Linked DNA regions of Arachis hypogaea: region 1 is linked to region 2. A link is a contact called in public Hi-C data. All regions are on one chromosome and are shown on one strand. Each heading gives the region's core, a stretch centred on a gene start, on an enhancer-like site or on the middle of the called end of the contact. The rest is flanking DNA. Distances are from core to core; before and after follow the strand shown.

What was found. A called contact is a pair of places that touch in the nucleus more often than the background predicts.
Region 1: a contact with region 2 is called in a Hi-C map of an unstated tissue, with 4 times the contacts expected there. The contact joins the promoter of LOC112771012 here to the enhancer-like site in region 2. A contact is called at or near these places in 4 of 8 Hi-C or Micro-C datasets (leaf and an unstated tissue).

The regions. Positions count from the first base shown.
Region 1 is chr18:126,642,056-126,649,890 of arahy.Tifrunner.gnm2.J5K5, reverse strand. It overlaps LOC112771012 (mRNA-decapping enzyme-like protein), which reads right to left and starts at 2,469. Exons shown (of 15, transcript XR_011875975.1): 1 at 2,106-2,469; 2 at 1,845-1,975; 3 at 1,696-1,730; 4 at 1,371-1,479; 5 at 1,227-1,289; 6 at 1,072-1,134; 7 at 804-938; 8 at 346-510; 9 at 204-244; 10 at 52-101. It overlaps LOC112772396 (a long non-coding RNA gene), which reads right to left and starts at 6,953. Exons shown (of 2, transcript XR_003187485.3): 1 at 6,449-6,953; 2 at 5,697-6,262.
Region 2 is chr18:126,534,933-126,542,173 of arahy.Tifrunner.gnm2.J5K5, reverse strand. No RefSeq gene overlaps it. Among protein-coding and RNA genes, the nearest start is that of LOC112772367, 12 kb to the right of the region's middle. Within about 2 kb of position 5,428, at least 2 of the 3 cell types and tissues checked have open chromatin away from gene starts, as enhancers often do.

The DNA of each region.
Region 1 (7,835 bases), core at 1,220-3,719, 110 kb before region 2:
AAAAACACCACAAAATGGATTCAATTAAAAAAAAGAAACACAAATCCGAACCTGTATTTTGTCGATTCATGACAATGAACTGAAACTGAGGCTACACATTCCTGAAAAATGCAAAATAAAAAAATAAGGGAAATTGGTCAAGGATCAAAGTGCACATGAACTGAAGCATATGGAAAGAGGAAGAAGCAATGTTCATTGATGACCTCTTGACAACAAATAGAGATCCTTCGACGTCCTTACGAGTCTGGAAAAAAGAATACATCCAGAAATTGAAGAAACGAGATGAGAGATTATAGAAATGTGTCAAGAGAGAGAGAGAGAGAGAGAGGGAGGGAGAGAACGGACCCACTGATTAGTTTCAATGTTGAATTCGTAGAAAGAGACATGAGCGGCGGTGAAAAGAATCTCGGCGATGAAGGGATTGAAGCGCTGGAGGACAGTGAGATTCAGCACCTTGGTGCTCTGCCTATCCAGATTCGGCATCAGTTTCTTACTCTGACTCTGCGACATCTTTAGCTCACAACCAAAATAACAACTTATAAGATGTACAAACTTATATATACAACCAGAGTATTGGAAAGGGTAAAATCTTACAGGTTTGAAATTAGAAATTTAATAACAAACTAAGTGAACTACTGGACCAAAGTTGGCCATTGAAGCCCCAGCACAGCATTCATTGCCATATGAGGATAGAATGAAGTGAAAAAGTATACTAAAACTGAAAACAGCAGCGTTGCTTTAAATTAAAAATAGCAGTCATATTAGTTAATACAAACTGCAATTGGTGTAGGGATTGGATTCACCTTTTTCTTCTTGACGGATTTGAGGATCTTGATGATGCATTTTTCATTATCGGTGGAGTGAACGCCCTCAGATCAAAGACCTCATTGTATTTCCCTCTTCCCACCTTCCTCACAACCTCGTAGTCATCTTGCTCCCTGCAACTCATGAACTCAATTTTTTAAACAGACATTAAATAAACAAAATAGGAATTCAAATTGATGGGAAGGTAACTAAAGCAAATTCATTCCCTTCTTTCCTACTTTAAGAAGAATAGATAGTTAATTTTACCTCCCTGTAAGCATGAATGCATTGAAGAAGTGGCTCCTTAGCCTTGAGGTTACTTTTTCCTTCCTGCTTTGCAAAATAACACCAGAAATTATTAATGTATCTCATAAAAGTTAAAAGTTAAATCCTTGCTTATGTACTAAGGCTTAGAATCTGACCTGAATTTCCAGCAGTTCTTGCTTTGCTACCTCCACCGATGATAAAGTACTGAATGATTGCAGCTGTGAAAAACCACAATTCTATTTTAATAGACATGCATAAGAGAAGAGGAATAGTGGATGCACAACCAATAAAATACAGACCAATATGAGCAGCGCTGCTTGAGCTTCCTTTCTGGAATCTCCCGGTGCACTGTGTTTCTTCAACTTGTCTTTTTGTTTCAATATTCTATCTAAATATTAACGTGCAATCCTGAGACGGAACAAGGAATCGGAGAGAACATCAAGGAACAGCCGCTAAGTTCCTCAAAGCATGAACATAGATTAATGTCACATAAATTATCGTTAAGTGCATTATCATTAAAACCGCATAGTAACAAAGAAAGGATAATTGGAATTAGAAAAAGAAACAAGCCTAAGATAATTTGATTTAGTTTTGATATTCAAAAAATTGTTCCCAATTTTTTACCTAAAAATAAATTGAACAAGGAAGAAAATCAAAACCTGAAATTAAATAAAATAAGTAGCAGTTAGCATAGAACAATCAAAACCTAGAATCAAACGAAATAAGGTTGATGAGGAGAAGAGAAGCTCGAAGAATAGAAACTAATAGAATACCTAGCAAATCGCATCAATGGAAGCAAATGTACCATCAGAGGAGAAGCATTGATGGACATGACACCGATGGAGGGGAAGAATCATTGATGGAGGAGAAGCTCGCAGAGCAGCGGCGATGTCGTTTTTGAATTCTGCCACACCAACACAACTCTCACACACATAAAACAAGGAATCGAAAGAATAGTAATAATCAAGAGGAAGTAACAAATCATGAATCAAAAGAAGATGAAGAAGAAGAGGATGAGAATTTTGTATACAAACCTAAAAGTGAGAACGGACACGGAGAAGACGAGCTAGGGTAAGAAGCTCACACAACATAGAGCGCAGAAGTTCGATAGAGGAGAAGCTCGCATCAATGGCAGAGAAGCTCACAATAATAGAGGAGAAGCTCGCATCAATAGAGGAGAAGAAGCCACTGGAGGAGAAGCTCGTTGCTCACGCTCTCCTCTGCGATTTGCAATTAGGTTTAGGTTGGGTTTTCTTCTAACAACAGTTATTACTGCCAAAATCATTAAAAATGTCCTTCCCTTACAAATACATTATGGCGGTGACATAAACCGCCTTAATTCATGAGTATTGTGGCATTTTTATGAAACTGCCTTAATATTAATGACATTTTAACCAGTTTTTTTTGTAGTGTAAAGGCAGATGAAAGCCTTTATATTGAACAAATGCGTGTCGATTTTAAAGTATAAATGACAAGATGAAACCTCTTAATGTCGATAGGATGCTTAATTATTACAACTGTGAAGGTTGTTTTTTGACTTCAAAGGGGCTGAATGTGAAGCTTCGACATCCAAAGCTTGATTACACTCCTAAAGGATGGGAGTAATTGATCTTTTGTTAAATAGTTCGATTGTGTTTTAAAATGGTTGATGATCAAGATGTGTCAAACTATTTACTTTCTTTAAAAAATTATTTAAGTAGTTTTTTCGCAGCATGTTGTTTAATTTCTAGTGATGATTCTTTCGAGAAAGTTGAGTGAAATAAGGATTCAAATTCAGTAATATGTAATTCAATTGTTAGCACGGTTTTGATTCCTAAAATCGAATCTGGTAGTAATTTACTTTCTGCAGCATGTATTCCCATTCCTAGGTCTAGTATTGTTGGCCAGTTCTATATAGATGTATCCCGAGATGTTTGCTTTGTAACTGACTCGACCGCCGATTTGGCTGATGATTTTGATAAAGTTTGTTTCTCCTCACATGATTCAGTTGATCTTTCTTTTGATTGTATATATGATCTCGAACATTTGGATTTTGAAAAATTATCAGTTAATGATGATCATACAGAAAAGGGATTTAAGTCCCAAGATCCACTCGATGATGTGATGGTGAAGTCGAGTTCGATTGATCAACATCTTGATTATTTATGTCAGGCTTTCAAGACAATGCGTTAAAAAGTTTTAAAAATGAATCTTTTAAAATATGCATTTGGAGTATCTGCAGAAAATTTTTTAGGATTTGTGGTTCAAAAGAAAGGAATTGCTGTCAATCAAAATAAAGCTAAAGCAATTCTCGAATTACCACCTCCAATGTCGAAAAAAGAAGTTCAATCTTTCTAAGGAAAAGTCAATTTCTTTCGACAGCTTATTTCCAATTTATCTGGTCGAACTCAAATTTTTTCTCCTTTAGTCAAACTTAAAGATGAGTCACAATATGTGTGGACGAATGAACATCAAGTAGCATTCGCTTCCATCAAGGAGTATTTGTCCAAGAAACCAATAACAGCTACAGTTCATACTTTGGAACTTTTAAAATTGTATGTTGTAGCTTCGACAAACACTATTGGGTGTATGTTGGCCCAAGACGATGAAGAGAGACATGAGAGAGCTATTTATTACCTAAGTAGAGTGTTGTCTGATATTGAGACGAGATATTCTCGTATCAAGAAATTGTGTGTTTCTCTTTATTACGCTTGTACAAAGTTAAAATGTTATATGAAATATATGTTATCTTACCTAATATTACAGGGACGATTAGGAAAATGGATGCTTGCTTTGACAGAGTTTGATTTGTAGTATGTCCCGGCCAAGGCAGTGAAAGGACAGGTCATTGCAGATTTTTTGGTTGATTGACCAAATAATCTTAATGACCAAGGGGCAAATATTGTCAATGGCGAATCTTGGAAGTTATATTTTGATGGGTCGAAACATAAAGATGGTGTTGGTGTTGGTATTTTGATTATATCCCCGAAAGGGGTTCCATCAAAATTTTTGTTTGAATTAAAATATCCATGTTCGAATAATGTAGCCAAATATGAGGCTTTAATATTGGGGTTAAAAATATTGATCAGTAAGGGTGCATTAGATGTCCAAATCTTACGAGATTCTCAATTAGTTTTAAAACAATTGTTGAAAAATTTTAAATGTACAAATGAAAGATTGCAGAAGTATTTGTTTTATTTCGAAAAGTATTATTAGTTCATATTCCAAGAGTTCGAAATGAGGTTGCAAATGAGTTAGCTCAAGTTGCTTCGAGATATAAGGTTTTTCCTAAAACTTTGGAAAAGCTGGCAGAGGTTCAATAGATCCTTGTGCCCATTGAATTAAGAGAAATCTTGGCAACTGATGAATGGGATGATAATGATTGGAGAAAATCAATTGCTGAGTATTTAAAGAATCCCAATGTTCAGGTTGATCGGAAAATCAGATTACACTACAAAAAAAAAGGTCTATGGTCACAGTTTTTGACCTATGGTCACGGTTTTTCCACCGTAGCCTATTTTGCCGTGGCCATAGACCTATGGTCACGGTTTTTTTTATCTATGGTCACGGTTGTAGTATTCAAATTCTGGCACTTTAGGCCACGTTTTTTTACCATGACCATAGGTTAATCTATGGTTACGCGTAAAACCGTGACCATAGCCTCTATGGTCACCCCACGTTAAACTGTGACCATAGCCTAATCTATGGTCACGGTATAGCTTCTATTGTCACCACTCACCCCCACTTAAAACCGTGACTATAGCCTCTATGGTCACCCTTCCTTAAAATAGTGACCATAGTCTCTGTGGTCACCCCACCTTAAAACCGTGACCATAGCTTATCTGTAGTCACTCCACCTTAAAACCGTGACCATAGCCTATTTTATTTTATGAGATTTAGTTTTTTGTTAAAGCATAATGACATCACAAAATGGTGATAATTACAAAATAAATCTAAAAATGAGAAATTCAGGAAATCTAAATCATAAAAGTTACATTATAAGATAGATATATGTTTAGTCCAAATAACACAAATCAAAATAGAGTGTAATTTATTCATTACATGTAATACCGGATAAAGTCTCTTTTCAAAAAGTATAGAACACATCAAAATATTATATTTAGATAATTTTGAGAGCTTCATGGTATTAGTGTCATCTCCTCTATCTACCTTAAATAATTATGACATAGCAAATTTTGCTTCTGAAGCACCCAGAAGCCTCTCAAATGTGGCTTCTGCTTCAGCAATTCTTCCTTGCTATATCATCATAGAGAGAAACCACCAGGTGTTATGTGAAGTATGGAAACCAGAGAGATACAAGAATGAAAACGCAATGAAGAGAAGTAAAAAGGAACATTCAAAAGCTACAAACACTAGGTAATGAATGATCTTCTGTCTCACTGACCAGTGAAGATCAATACTATTTTATTTATATCTGACGTTGACAAGGCTAGAGGAGTAAACAGAACAGTGTTCTATTCACGCCCATAAAAGTCAGATTTTAAATAGAACAACGAGAACAGGCAAATAAGTGAAGAGAAGATTTCGAGAACTACAAATCATAGGACATATATATTCTTCAACGTTTTTACTGACAAACTTAATCCAACACTAAAATGAGAGAGTAAACAGATACAACAGCAACATAACAAGGCATATTCAAGATTTTATTTATTGACCCAAAAAAAAGCTTGATATCAAGCATACATTCAAAGGCAACATAAGAGGAACTCTTAAACAATTTGTATTATCAACATTACAAATTTCATGGGATTCAGCAATAAGTTACAATAAAACGATGAAAATAGAAAAAATTTCATCTAATATTAGCTGCCAACCTTGTATAACCAATGTGGACTCTTTGCATAGAAGATCATTCCCAGAGCAAGTATGCCAGCAGAAAAAGTAGATGCCCCGAAACAAACCCGCCACCAGGGGCCCAAAAAAGGTCTATTTAACATCGCGTATGACTAGTAATAAGTATAAAATATGATTTCAAATTTAAATCATACCATCCAGAGATTTTTTTACAGGGATTCCAATCAATAAAGCTCCCAATATGCCAAGGCAAGTTGCAATCTGGATTAAGGTTCCATAGGTTCCCCGTACAAAAGTAGGAGAAGCCTACCATCCACCAAATATTGTGATCTCACGAATAATCAAGTAAATTTTCAGCCTACTCAATTATGCAGATGCAACCATATTCATACCTCTGTCAAGCAAAACACAACTAACACATCAAGCACAAAGTGAACGGGTACATTAAAACATTAAACCTATCAGATTTAAAGTTATCAGATTACAACTTAATAGAACCCTAAAGCTCAATTTGGTTTTTAGCTTAGGAATTTGGTACATTTTTTAGTGAAGGAGTCAAAGGAAGAGGGAACAAACATACCTGAGCATGCAGACAGCGACGGAATGGAGCAAATGGCGGCAACTCCTCCCCCTGGGCCACTGGCATGCGTTCTCTTCTCCCTCTCTTCTTCAATGGTGAGGCGACGACGACATTGGACGATGACGGCGTCGATCTTGACAACAGCAGTGACGTGCGATGATCCCTCCAGCGACTGCGTGGATTACGGTGGCCCCCCTCTCTCTCTCCCTCTCTCTCTCTCTCGCGTTTGGCTGGACGACGTCCCTCTCTCTCAACATCTCCTCCCTCTCCTTCTCGATTCTGACAACGACGACGTCGGCGGCGACGGCGACGGCGGCACCCAGCCTTGCCGGTGCCATCACCTCCCTCTATTCTTCTCCCTGCGCCCTCGCTTTCTCTTTTCTTCCTTCCTTTCCTTCTTTCTTTCGAACCGTGGGTAAGGGGATTAGGGGGTAATAAGGAGTGAGGGATAGGGTTATGAAGCCTAGCGTGTGTTTTGAATTTTAGGGTTAGAATTGATAATTTTAATCAAATTAAGGTATAGAGTATTAATTTAAGATTTAATTTAATTTTTTAAAAAAATTTAAAAATATTATTTAATTATTAATTTGCTAATTAATTTTTAATTAAGTATTCTAATTTAAAATTTTAATATTTAAATTAAAGCATATAAAATTTTTATTAATTTTTAATTATTAAAATTTTTAAATTTTAAATATATGAAATATCCAAAATTATAAAAAATATATAAGAATTTTAATTAATTTAAATTCAAATTATCAAAACCTAATTTAGTTATAAAAATATTTTTGAATAGTAATTAGGGTTAGGATTAGGATAATGTAAAAATTTTTATAAAATTAGAAGATAGAATAGTAATTAAAAATCAATCATAATTTACTTAAATTATTTTAAAAATATAATATTTATTTGTCAACTTACTAATTAGTTTTAAATCTTAATAATTCTTATTTATAGAATTATAAATTTTAATATTTAAAATAAATCATACAAAATTTTTATTAATTTTAAATTATTAAATTTTTATATTTTAAATATATAAAATATCCAAAATCATAAAATATATATAAGAACCTTAATTAGTTTAAACTCAAATGATCAAAACCTAATTTAGTTAAAAAATAGTTCTTGAATAGTAATTAAGGTTAGGGTTAGAATTACAATTAGGATAGTGTAGGAATTTTAATAAAATTAGAAGTTAGGTAGAATAGTAATTGAAAATCAACTATAATTTGTTTAAATTATTTTAAAAATATAATATTTATTTGTCAACTTACTAATTAGTTTTAAGTTTTAATTAATTTTTTAATTTAAATTTAAAGTATTCTATTTAATTTTTTTATTTATAAAATTAAATTTTATATTTTAATATTTAAATCAAATCATA
Region 2 (7,241 bases), core at 4,179-6,678:
GGATTTTTTTCTATTATTTAACTAATATTTACTGCATTTTTTTTGTTCTAATCCAGAAACTATGGCTTTAGCTACCAATATTTCTGCACAAATTAGTAGTATTCCTATGCTGAATGGTTCAAAATTTAAAGTTTGGAAGGATACCGTGAAAATTATCATTGATTGTATAGATCTGGATATAGCTCTTCGAGAGGAGAAACCCACTTCCACTCTAGAAAATCTGAATGAGGTTAAAATAGAGAAGTGGGAGAGATCCAATTGAATGAGTATTATGATCATGAAGCGCTCAATTCCTGAGGCGTTTCGGGCTCAATTACTGAGGATAAAGATGCTAAACAGTTCCTGAAAGATGTCAAAAAATTCTTTACTAAGAATGAAAAGGCGGAGGCAAGTAGCCTTTTGAGCAAACTTGTCTCCATGAGGTATAAAGGTAAAGGAAACATAAAGGAGTACATTACGAAAATGTCTCATCTTGCTTCAAAATTGAAAGCACTAAAGTTAGAGTTGTCTGAAGACTTACTCGTGAATTTCATTTTGATCTCCTTTCCCGCACACTTTGGGCAATTCAAAGTGAGTTATAACACTCTGAAGGACACTTGGTCCTTAAATGAGCTTATATCTCACTGTATGCAAGAAGAAGAGAAGCTGCAACAAGATAAGACTGAAAGTGCTTACATGGCTTCATCTTCTCAGTATAAAAGAAAGCGTGATACTACTGCGGATGTACCTTCTCAGCAGAAAAAGGCTAAGAAACAGGATCAAGTTTCAACCTGTTTCTTCTGTAAGAAAGTGGGACACATGAAGAAGGATTGTACCAAATATGCCACCTGGCGTGTAAAGAAGGTTATAATTCTTACTTTCATTTGTTCTGAGGCTAGTTTAAGTTATGTACCTGTTGATACTTGGTGGATAGTTTCTGCTGCTACTACTCATATAAGTGTTACTATGCATGGTTGCCTGTGGAGCCGACCGCCAAGTGATGCTGAAAAATACATCTATGTGGCAGACGGCAATATAGTTGTAGTCGAAGCTATAGGAACCTTTAGAATATGCTCCACGAGTGGATTTTACTTGGATTTATTAGAGACATTTTATGTACCGTCATTTAGACAGAATTTGGGTTTCTTTTTCTCGTTTGGACAAATCAGGTTATTTTTGTTCGTTCAGAAATATTAAAGTTAGTCTCTTTTATAATTCGAATAATATTTGCTCTGGTCATTTGGTAGATAATCTATATAAGCTTGATTTGAATTCCTATAATAATGAAATACTGTAAGCAGGTACAAAACAAAATCTAAATGAGAATTCGGCATCATTATGGCACAAACACCTAGGTCACATCTCTAAACAGAGAATTCAGAGGCTCGTGTCGGATGAAATTCTTGGACCCCTAAATTTGGCTGACTTTGAAGTTTGCATTGAGTGCATAAAGGGGAAAAGGACAAACAAAAAGAAATTAGGTGCCGAGAGAGCTAAAGATGTATTAAAATGGATATATACCGATATATGTGGCCCATTTTCTACTGTCTCTTGGAATGGACAACGGTACTTTATTACGTTCTTAGATGATTACTCTCGTTACGGGTATCTATGTTTAATTCATAAAAAGTCCCAAGCCTTGGATGTTTTCAAGTCTTCCAAAGCTGAAGTTGAACTTCAACTTGGAAAGAAAATTAAAGTTGTCAAATCTGATCGTGGTGATGAATACTATGAAAGATATGACGGGTCAGGTGAGCAACATCCCGGACCTTTTGCCCTTTTCCTAGAGGAGTGTGGTATTGTTCCGCAATATACCATGCTAGGCAAACCTAGCATGAATGGTGTTGCAGAGCGAAGGAACCGAACTCTTAAGAACATGGTGAGAAGTATGATTAGACATTTTTCATTGCCTGAATCACTCTGGGGAGAAGCCTTAAAGACCGCAGTGTACATCCTTAATAGGGTGCCAAGCAAAGCAATTAACAAAATGCCATATGAAATTTAGACTGGAAAAAGGTCTAGTATAAAGCATTTGCATATTTGGGGATGTCCAGTTGAGACGCGACCTTATAGGCTGCATGAAAGAAAATTGGACTCAATGACAATTAGTTGCTATTTTGTTGGTTACGTTGAGCGTTTACAGGAGTACAAGTTTTACAATCTTGCATCAAGGTCTATGTTTGAAACGGGAAATGCGAGATTTCTTGAGGATGTTGAGTTTGGGGGGAAGAAAATATTAGGAATGTTGCTTTTGATGAGGATTCTGTAACTGACAATGATCAGGTCCTTGTGCCTATTATTGTTCAAGATACAGTTATAGTACAAGAGCACAATGATAATCCTACTATAGATCTAGTTACAGTACAAGAGAACAATGAGAATATTGTTGTTGCTCAAGATACTGCTACAATACAGGAAAATGATGAGATTCCTCCTCAACCACAACCTATATAGCAAGCTTAACAATCTCAAGAAGTGTCATTAAAGAGATCCAACAGATAAAGGAAAAAATTCATCTATGGTCTCAAACAAGCTTCCCGTCAATGGCATCACAAGTTTAATCAAGTCATTACCTCATACGGTTTTGAGGTAAATATTATAGATAAATGTGTATACTGGAAGTTCAGTGGGAGTAAATACATATTTTGGTCTTATATATTGATGACATTCTACTTTCCAGTAACGATATAGGCTTGTCGCATAAAACTAAAAAATTTCTACCGAACAAATTTGAAATGAAAGATCTTGGTGATACCTCTTTTGTATTAGGAATCGAGATACTAAGAGATCGCTCTCAAGGTATTCTTGGATTATCTCAAAAGAACTATATTGAAAAGATTTTAAGTAGATATGGCATGAAAGTTATAGACCAATGGACACACCCGTAGTTAAAAGAGACAAATTCAGTCTCAAGCAATGCCCTAAAAATGATCTTGAGAAGACAGTAATGCATGATAAACCTTATGCATCAGCACTAGGGAATTTAATATATGCTCAAGTCTGCACACATTCTGATATATTATTTATAGTGGGAATGTTAGGTAGATACTTGAGCAATCCGCGCATAGATCATTGGATAGTTGTTAAACGCATAATGCATTATCTAAAGAGAACAAAGGATTACATGCTTACTTATCGGAGATCAGAAAATTTGGAGATCATTGGGTACTCTGATTCCGATTTCATGGCATATGGTTGCGAAACATTGTCACTGAGCTTCGTATAATAGATGACATCGAAAGGTTATTAAAGATATTTTGTGATAATAAGTCAGCAGTACTATACTCCAACAACAATAAGAGCTTGACAAAATCGAAGCATACAGACATCAACTTCTTAGTTGTCATGGAGAAAGTTTAAGAAAAAGTAAAAAACAGATTTTCATAGAACATATAGGAACAGAATATATGCTAGCAGACCCATTAACCAAGGGATTGATCCCTAAAGTCTTTCATGAGCACACTGCTCGAATGGGTGTCAATATTTGTGATGCCTTGGTTTAGTGGGAGTTTATTTTATGCTATATGTCCTATGACAGATATTGAATTATTTTTCTGTAGAATTAAGTTGATGGTTTATTTTATGTTATGTGAAATGTTCATTTTACAATATTTGTATTGTGTTTGATCTTAATAAAGTTTTAAAGTTGGACTAGCTAGAAGTAGACATGCATGAGATCACTTGGCATGTAATTTTCATATTACTCATCTAAATTTGATCTATGTCGTTAAGTATATTAGTATGGTGATTGTCGTGGTTTAGTCACGACATTTAATGTGATAAAAGTTGCGGTGATTCCATATCTAATATATGAGACGGACCAGATTGTTAAAGTAATGAGAGAAATAGCATTCAGATGCGCGCATAAAGTTTATAAGATGTGATTATGTCAAGAAAGAATATATGTATAGCCCAAGTGGGAGATTGTTAGAAAATTATTTTAATTTCCTAATTTGTTTGTGGGCAATACATATATTAATTATAATCACAAATTATGCTATTTCAAATTAAATAACTTATATAATAGTGATCTCATTTATTGTTATAAATGCTAAATTGAATAAGTCATAATTACTTTTAATTTTGAATTAAATGAGAATAAAACCAGATATTATCTTTTGTTCCTTAGATAATTATCTTTTGGATTTTGGATATATTATCTTTTGGACTTTAGATACTATTTTATTTGGGTTTTAGGATTTAATGGGTGTCATGCTCAAATATAAATAGTGCCTTCAGGGTTTCGGTCTCCAACATACCAAAGTCGCCTTTGTGCTCTTTCTCCATCAGAAGAGTTGCAATTCAGCCACTCAGGAATACAGAAGGCTTTAGTTGAGGAAGATCGAAAGAACCACAAAATCCAAATCCTTCCATCAATTTTTGACTTTTCTGAGTAAAGGTACCCTTTCGTATTATAATATATTTTTTGTGATTTAATATGAATGATCTGGGTTAATAAAATTATTTATTCCAACATAAATTACTTGAACTATTAGACTAACTTATTTGTTGTGTTATTATGTGCTAATTAATATACATGATATAATATCTTTGATAAAATTGTTTATACTTGTTCATTTTAATGTTGATTTTAGTTTTCGACTCACCTTTTCTCAAATTAATAATATTTTGATTATATATAATTTTTGAAACAAACATTAAATTTTATGAAATATTTATAAATTAAGAAAGAGGACAAAAATATTTTTATTAATCAGAATATATTTTTTATAATTATATTATATTTTTTAATAAATATTTGAAGCATATAATAGACATAAATTAATTAATAAATTATTAAAATTAAAAAATAAAAGTTAAGTTAATACAAAAATAAAATTAAAAAAATACTTATTATAAAAAAAATAAAATAATATAATTATATCCAAGTAAATGATTCAACTAATAACTCAGCAATTAAACTAGTAATCCAATATTAGTACTCTAATTAAGTCAATTACCGATTTAATTCTAATAACTATCCAAATAACTTTGTTATTAGTACACAAACTTCGTTGATCTTGTTCTATTATTTTCTTTATATGACTTTGGGTGGTTTGATTCTCATTATTCAAAAGATGCTTTTACAATTTGATATTTTGTTTATTTAGAGTGAAAAAAGATAAAAGTTTATTTTAATAAAGAGTTACTCTGTTTAGTCTTTAAGAAAAAGTTGAAGAAACTTTTTATTTTATAAAATTTATAAGAATATGTAAAAAATATTTTTTTTTCTTTGTATTTAAGAAAGCTGCTTTTTTTTTTTCTCTAGAAAGCAAAGAAAAGCACCATTTCTATAGCACCCCACAATTTATCAAGATAATAATTTTATTATTTATTTATTTTTTTGGTAATGATTTTATTATGGGTTCTAACCTTGGAACTAGCATATATATATATATATTGCATGATATTGCACATCTTTACGGTCAATTTTTTTTTTTTTTTGGTCATGATCTTTACGGTCAAATTGTTTTACCTAACTTATGTGACACCATATTTTTGGTCCAATGAATTTGTCTATTTCGTTTTCCCTCATCGTTTTTTTCCTGTTATGTTTTTCTGGACAGGTTTTTTACGGGTTCATAAAAATTCTATTCACTGCTCACGGCCCAACATAAATCTATAGTCCAATAAATACTGTTGGCAGTGGACAAAAATCATTCGGCCCATTTTAGTGATCTCTTTTTCTGCTTGTTTCAAAATTAGAAGAAGAATTCTATTAGCATATCTTAGTTTCCATTTTTTAGATTCTCCCCCAAATGTACGAAGAGAATAGATCCTTTCAATTTCTTTAATTGAGAGAGTAAAGTGTAAAGTGTGATATTTAATTCTATATATGATGAAATATTATACTTTATCCTTTTAAGTGAAATAAAAATTTGAGAGGATTCGTTTCCAAGATACTAAATGATGATATAAGAGGGGTTATATTATTCTGTGTTTTTTTTTTTTTTTGGTCCGATAGATTGGATATCTTCCAATCCTAAGCATCACACACTCATACACGCATTTAAAGATTTTATCTACTATTTGGCCACCCCTAAAATTTGAATCCAGATGCAACATATTAAAAAGTAACATATTTAACTATTAAACTAAAATCTCAATATTATCTAAGAGTTGTAATTTTTCTTTGGACTTCTAGCCACCAAAAAAAAAAGAAAGATAAAGTATACTTTTTATTTTAAAGACAAAAGTTTTTAAAATACTTCTAAATTTTATTTTGTTTCAATTTTGTTTCAAAAGTTTTCGATTTGCATCACATATACCTCAAACGGATAATTTTTCAAAAAATTGAAGACCAATTCAACAACAATGTCATAAAAATAACCCTTAACACAAGCAAATCAAGCATAATTTTCATGCATTATTGTTAGATTGGTCTTAAATTTTTTGAAAATTTTTCAAAAATTTTTAGGACAAAATTAAAACTAAATAAAACTTAGGAGTATTTTTGAAACTTTTGCCAAATTTTAGGGACAAAAAGTATATTTTATCCAAAAAAAATTCAAACAAAAAAAAATACATTAAAAGAAAAAGAGTAGACATGGTTTTTTTTAATGAACATGTTTTCATAATTCAACAACCTTGTTTCCATGACTCTAATTCTAACTTGGCTTGTAAGCTAAACTAGGCCTTATCCCAACAACCTTTTTTGCTTTTGGATTTATAAATGACAACTTCCTTTTTGTTAGATTTACTGCTATTTATATTCTTGTTTATCTTGATGACACTGAGCAGATATTCTAAGATAGTATTTGGCACAAGCAAACTTTGATGTGTTTAGGGACAAACTCATAGTCTTCTCTAGAGCTTCCTTGAGCTAGCTTGAGGGGCTGTAAAAATATCAGAAATAAAAAACAACTACTTTATTTCAGATAAATTAGTTATATAGTTAGTTAAGACACTTATAAAAATTCGGTTATATGTGATTATGGGAGTTAATTCAGTTTGTTATTTCTCTCGTCTATATAAATGTTCTTGGGTTCTCTTAGATGCACTTTGGTACACAGATCATGTGGACATGATTACTCTCTTATTGACTGAAAGAAAAGAGTGGTCTAACAAAAATAATTAATTATACCATTGTAATTGGATCATTGTAAATTAAACTTGGTTGGGTCAGTTTTATAAACAAACCGGTTTATAAAAAATTTGTATTCACTTACTTCTAATTATGTTTGTTAATTATGAAGGAAAGAAAACACATTAGGTTATTTGATTCAGAAATTATAATTAAAAAAGTGTATTTGAAATGAAAT